Regions from separate parts of the Pan troglodytes genome. Here region 1 is linked to region 2. A link is a contact called in public HiChIP or PLAC-seq data. All regions are on one chromosome and are shown on one strand. The core of a region is the stretch at or near the end of the contact, and the rest is flanking DNA. Distances in the headings are between cores, read along the strand shown. Region 1 holds the start of SEMA5B (semaphorin 5B). Region 2 holds the start of HSPBAP1 (HSPB1 associated protein 1).

Region 1 (3,261 bases), core at 649-3,148, 230 kb after region 2:
TCTGTCCCGGCTTAGAAAAGGTGAGAGGCCACTGCTGATTGTCAAGAAGAGAACAGGCTTAAAAAGATGAGCTGAAGTGGGGAGGCCGAGGAGCAAGCAGGCAGGGAGGGCTGTGGAGAGAGGCCCCGAGGCCGAAGTGGGTTGGGGTGCCTGAGAAAAGCGGAAGGAGGTCGGATTCACTAGGGGCTGAAGGAAAAAGATGGGGTTAGGGCCAGAGAAGGTAGGATCGTGGTGAGGTCTAGACACAGGCAAGCTTCCAAACCCTCAGTCCCAATTCCGTTGGCCGGGAAGGAGTGCACGCCAGGGTAGCCAGCCTTCCCGGCTCCTGCTGCTCTCACCCCGCCCCTCTGCAGAAAGCCTGGGCAGGATCGCAGGGGTGCGAGCAGAATCCAGCGCTCCTCTCTCCCCATCCAGACTCGCGGCCCACTCCCGCCTGGCGCGGCGGGCAGTCGGAACTACCCAAAGACTGGGCTCGAGGTGGGGGGCGGGGGCGGGGAGGAGGGGGCCAGAACGGCGCTGCAGGTGGTCCTCCTCCTTGTTTAAAGTTTGCGGTGGGCAAAGGAGTCGGCTCCGTTGGGCCGGGTTTTCTCGAGCCTCGCCTTCTTCCTCCGCCGGTCCGGCGACCACTTCCCTCTTGGCTCCCGCCCCGCGCGGGTCCCCATCCCCTCTCCCGTCTGCATCCCTCTCTGTGCCCGAGCGCCCCCCGCTCCCTCCCTCCTCGCTGGATCTCCCGCAGGACGTGAGCGGAAAGTGAATGGGCAGCCCCAACCACAAAGACAAATTACCATGAGAAACATAAATCGGGAAATCGCCGCTCGCGTCCCCGCTTCCAGCTGCCGCACCCCTCTCCACCCTCCCAGCCGGGAGTGCGGGGCCCTGAGCCACTGCCCCTGGAGCCTGGTGGGCAGAGTTCACGCTCCGCAGGCCTGGTCAGGGCAAGAGCGTCCTGGAGGGGGGTCTGGGAAGAATCCGGGCGGCGGCTCCGCAGGCGGCGGCGGTGGAGCGGGGACGTCCCTGAGCGGGAGATTTCACACTCTGGGCGGGCCACGCGTTCCCACGCGCCTCGCCGCCCGCACTCTCCCTCAGTGCTGTTTACTAGCCGGCCCTCTCTGAGCCTCCATCTCCGCACCTCTGTCCCTCCGTCCCTCAGCCTCACTCGTCCGTCTCCTTCTCCAGGCCTGGGTCCCGGGTCCCCATCGCCGCTGCAGCCCACATGCGCCGACCACAGCCCTGGCAGGGCCCAGTGCAACCCGGACCCAGAGCTGGCTGGCGGCGGGAACGCAGCAGCGCTGAGGGCTCTCAAGCCGAGGTGGCAGCGGGAGGCGCGGAAGCCAGGGGACCCCCTGTCCTCCCGCCCGCAGCCTCACCTACCTGGCTTCAACTTGCCAGAGCCCGAACCCCTACCTCTCTACCCCGATACCCACCCGAGTTGCTGAAGTTTGCAAGTTGCAGCCCCAACCCGCGCAGGGGAAGCGCCCGGAGCTCCCGGGACTCACCTCCCAGCGGCGGGTGCAAGTGCCCGGTTCCCCGCGGCTCCCGACTCCCGGGCGGCGCGGAGCGGCGGGAGCGAACCAGATGGGCTGGCGGCCTGTCTGGGAATGGGGCGGCCGCGCAGGAACGGCCTCCAGCTCTCAGCGCTCCGGTGCAGTCCCGACCCGGGCCCGCGCCCGCTGCGCTCGGGCTCCCAGCAGCCGCTGGACGCGCTGCCGACCCGCCCGGCTCGGCGGAGCTGGGCTCTGGCACCAACCCCCGCGCTCCAACTAGCTCCCGACCCGGCGCTCGGAGAGAGCAGGGAGGAGGAGACCGCGGGAGCAGAAGGAGGGAGGGGGCGGTGGGGGAGGAGTTGCAAGCAAAGGGAGAGAATGAGGGGAGCGGGAGCGAAAAAGAGGAGGGGGCTGGAGCAGACCTGCCGCGGCGGGCGCTGCACCCGCCAGCCTCGAGGCGCGCGGAGGAGCGCGAGGGGGCGCCCTGCATCCCGCGGCTGCTCGGCCGACTCCCGCCCCGGGCCTGCCGAGTGTGGTGACCAGCCCGGTGGGCCGAAGCCCCTTCCCCGGCCGGCATTCCGGCGACAAGACCTAGGACTCCGAGCACTTGCCGCCGTTTGCCACATCCCGCCTTGCCGTTCTCGGTCACCCCATCTCGAATGTGACATCCCCGAGGGCCATCGGCGCGGCCTGCCCACCCCAACACTCCGGGCCTGAGGAAGCTCCCCCAAACCCCACTCCGGACTCCCACATTCCCCAGCCCCGTCAGTTCGGAACGATCTTCCTGCCTGTGGATTTGAAGGGGAAGGGACCTCGTGTAAAACGGGGGAGAGCCGTTATAACCTGCAGCGGCAGAGAGGGAGGCTAGGCTGCTGGGCTGGGCTGGAAAGCCAGAACTGGCCGGATTAGGGTTAACCTTGCAAACTGTGCGATACCGAGCGAACCTCTCCAAGCCTCAGTTTCCTCAGCTGTAAACTGGGGTTAGTAATACGCACCCTACAGAATTGTGAAGAACGAGTAGGGGATACGGGGAGTAAAATAACATCAGGAACAGTGGGAGAGCAGCCAAGAGATGAGTGATCCGGGGAGGTGGTGGAGCGTTCTCAGCTGAAGACGGAAGGTTTAGCGCAATCACAAGGAGCGAGGCCGAATTGTTTACAAGTTTAAGTGATCTAGTGTTTCTGATGGCTAGAAGGCGGGAGAGAAAGATGCAAGGGGCAAGCTTCAAATCCTAGCTGCCCGGGCTGCAAGAGGGATGGGAAGGGAGCCCTCTGCTGAACAAAAAATATATTTGAAAATGTAAAAAAAGGTGACCTAAGAACGAGTGAGAAAGACAAAGGATTTGAAAAATTAAAACCAGGAAAGTGTGATTCTAAGAGATAACCAAAGAGAACTATGAAATAAAAATAGATAAGTTGGAGGAAGGAAAATATCAAAAGACTTTCTAGAGTATGCCAAAAATTGGATAATTAGAACAAAGTCTGAGTGAAGCATTTTACATAATAAAATTCTGGGTAAAGGAAAACCCAGATAAAGCAGAAGAATTGAGACACTAAGAGCCCCAGAGAAGCACCTCCTCCCTGCCATCCTCCTACCCCTGGACCATGGCAAGAAGCAGTTTGACAGGATAATGGGAAAGAAAGGGTGGTTCTGAATCCAAGAAGGGAGTTTATGAGACACTGTAAAAAGAGAAACAGTGCAAGATCTCAAAGATAGACTTTCTAGGGCAACGGAAATGCTGAAACTCATAATGTGCAGAATGGAGAGAAACTTGCAA
Region 2 (3,058 bases), core at 363-2,862:
TTGGTCATTTTCACTTTATACGGTCATCAATTTGTGCAGGACTTTTTCCAGCAAAGTTCAGGCCCACGGGTGCAGGTACAAAGAGGGCAAAAGGTTGACTTCATCCAGAGTAAGAGTTTTGTCAGAAAAAAGTGCAGGAAGGGACAAGAGAATTTTTCAAAGGAATGACATACATTCTGGATAAGGGGGTGCAGTGGATAGAAAATGGCAAGATCAATGCAATGGAGGTATAGATGAAGGTCAAGAATTGTCTCCCTGGTAGAAAGTGGTCAGATAGTAGGAGGCTATAATTTGTTTCTTCTGCTTGGAATGGGCATTTCCCCCTTCAGCAAACTATTTGACCCCTAAATACATCCATCTTTTTCTGCTCCCTGACTTCCTGAACCCCAGCACCACTCCCTGAGTTTGTCACCATCTCATCCAATCAGAAAGGCCCACCTCAGCGGATCACAAGGTCAAGAGATAGAGACCATCCTGGCCAACATGGTGAAACCCCGTCTCTACTAAAAATACAAAAATTAGCTGGGCGTGGTGGCACGCTTGTAGTCCCAGCTGCTTGGGACGCTGAGGCAGGAGAATCGCTTGAACCTGGGAGGTGGAGGTTGCAGTGAGCCAAAATCGCGCCACTGCACTCCAGCCTGGTGACAGAGCGAGACTCCGTCTCAAAACAAGAAAAAAAAAAAAAAAAAAAAGAGAGAAAAGAAAAAGAAAGGCCGACCTCAAACTATTCGCTCCTTGAAGCATTTATGTTCTCCCCACTGAGATCCCTCCTCCTAACAACCCTCACAGAGTGTACTACTGGTCGAATAGTTCAGGTGACCACATAGTAAGTCATTCTTTTTCCTTTCTAGGCTCCTTTGGAAAAGGTATTGTTATAAATATTAAAAAGTCTCTGGATCCTGCGACAGTATTCAGAACACAGCCCTGCACGGTGCAATCATTCAATAAATAATAACAGGGATCTCAGGCTCATGGGCCTCCAAACCTCATCCCCACTTGCTAAACCAGGGTTCACTGAAATAGAATAAAAGCGCATAATCCCTGTTCACAAAAGTCTCAGATAACTTCCATTAATCTCAAAGGTTGCCTTCAATTTCACAAATTTAATTTTAATCCCCTCTAAACGTTCAAAACACCTCTATTTAGCTAATGATGGGCAAATATAAAACAAAACAAAACAAAAATAACACCCCATGCATGAAACAGCACTCGTAGGCTACCCTACGACGATCAAAAATCTGGATGCCACAATTCGAGAAATGCCACGCTCACTAGAAAATATAGATTTTTCTTCATAGTCTAATGCAAGGCCAGAGAGACCTGGGTTGGGGCTAAGGCAAACGGCCCCACGAGGGGTGCCACGAGAGTCGACTGGCATTGGGTTTGTACTCAGGGTCGGACCTCAGCCTGGCACCTACCTTCCTCCCCTCCAGCCCCAGCTGCAACGATCACAGGAGTGGTCGCCTCGGAGCCTGCTGCCATGGCTACCGCAAGGCGGGTTCTGCCGGAACCCAAGGCGGAGCGGAGCTGGGGTGGGGTCAGAGTAGGGGCCAAACTCCGAGACCCGAAGCTGCACTACAGGAAGGAGCCCCGGCGACTCCCTCCCGGCTCCTACGGAAACGCCGGCTCTCACGTGGAGGTCACGTGACGGATGCTGGGCGGGACCATGCAGCTTTGTTTTGATACCCCGGGTGTGGAAATACAAACACGTGGTCTGAGTTGTGGCGCTTTTTACCTAACCCAGACCTTAGCGTTCTTTATTGTAGTCTTAGCTTCGTTTCTGTTTCTCCTTTTCTAGTCAGATCCTTCCTTTCCACCTCGGCTTTTCTCCACCCTAAAGGATTGGAGTTTTAGGGGAAGGTTTGCCGCTTAGTGGGGCTCCGGCGGTGGGATGGGTCTCTGCCGTGAGCTTTCGCGAGCCGCTCTTGGCAGCCTGGAATGCGAGGCTAGCTCACGCTTCTCTTACACCTCTCTTGCCCTTCTGGTGGTAACCTGACTCCTTCTGATTTTAGTGGCTGCCGGGAAATACGAACCTCGGGCAAAGAATCCTGTGATTGCGTTCCCTGTGACTCATTTCCCGATCCAGACAAGCCAAATTGCTTGACTTAGGTTTTCAAGGACACTAATCCACAGCTGTCAGGCTTCTGAATTTGTATACCAAAATAAACAAACAGCTGTGTGAAGAGATCAACAACCACCTTTCTTCTCGTTTACCCTGTGGTCAAATCATAATCACTGGAGATGGATCTTCGGGGCAAAAATCTTCCAACTTTACTGGACATAACTTTATTGCTCGCCTATCGGCAGGCGAAATGGGTAAAGTTTACATATATATGAATGAAATTGGCTAGTTTGGAATCTCCTCTTTGGATATGTAAGACAAAAAAGTAACAAAAAATAGGTAGTACTTATTGTACGTAAGAAATGATTTTTATGAGATAATCCCCTGGGACCAACTACGCTTAAACTTTATCCTTCGCCTATAATTTCTGAAGTTACTAACTCAACAAAAATGAGAATAAGCCCAAAATAGAAGCAAGCATCGGGTTAACTGTGGTCACTTAACAGGTCACTGTGTTGTTTATTAGGCACAAGATTTAACTTGGACACTTCCTCCAAACACCCCAGGGTTCCTTGCCCAACCTCCTCCAATACAGCCTCTCTGGGAGTTTCCCTCTCCCCGACTCAGCCGCGCTGGTAGCCTTTTCAGCGCTACCTGCCCTCCGTCTGGGACCTGGCTCCTTTCCTCTCGCCGGTGTTTCCTCGCCACCCGCGGAGGGGAGGGCGGACCCCAGCCTCCTTGCCGCCTGCCCCGCCTCCCCGCCTCCCCGCCTCCCAGCCGGCCCGGCTCGGGCCGCGCAGGCGCACCAGGCGCGGCCCGGAGGCCGAGGGCGACCACAGCAGCCTCCGCCTCCTACTGCTCCGGACGATTCTGCGCTGGGCTAGTCGGCGGTGACCCGGACTGCGCCCGGCAGTGGCTTCGCGGGCGACGCGTCGCCATGGGCTCTCGCTGGAGCAGCGAAGAGGAGAGGCAGCCGCTGCTGGGGCCCGGTCTCGG

Evidence for each region. HiChIP or PLAC-seq counts read pairs in DNA pulled down with a chosen protein or histone mark.
Region 1: an H3K4me3 HiChIP or PLAC-seq map of stem cell-derived excitatory neurons shows a contact between it and region 2, with 3 times the contacts expected there. The contact joins the promoter of SEMA5B here to the promoter of HSPBAP1 in region 2. A contact is called at or near these places in 1 of 7 Hi-C or Micro-C datasets (stem cell-derived neural progenitor cells) and 1 of 1 datasets of contacts at active chromatin or transcription factors (stem cell-derived excitatory neurons).

What each region holds. Positions count from the first base shown.
Region 1 is chr2:126,289,588-126,292,848 of NHGRI_mPanTro3-v2.0_pri, forward strand. It overlaps SEMA5B (semaphorin 5B), which reads right to left and starts at 1,899. Exons shown (of 22, transcript XM_016941758.4): 1 at 1,497-1,899.
Region 2 is chr2:126,055,130-126,058,187 of NHGRI_mPanTro3-v2.0_pri, forward strand. HSPBAP1 (HSPB1 associated protein 1) reads right to left here and starts at 1,613. Exons shown (of 9, transcript NM_001280177.1): 1 at 1,419-1,613. The coding sequence starts at 1,482. SLC49A4 (solute carrier family 49 member 4) reads left to right here and starts at 2,848. Exons shown (of 11, transcript XR_010155323.1): 1 at 2,848-3,058.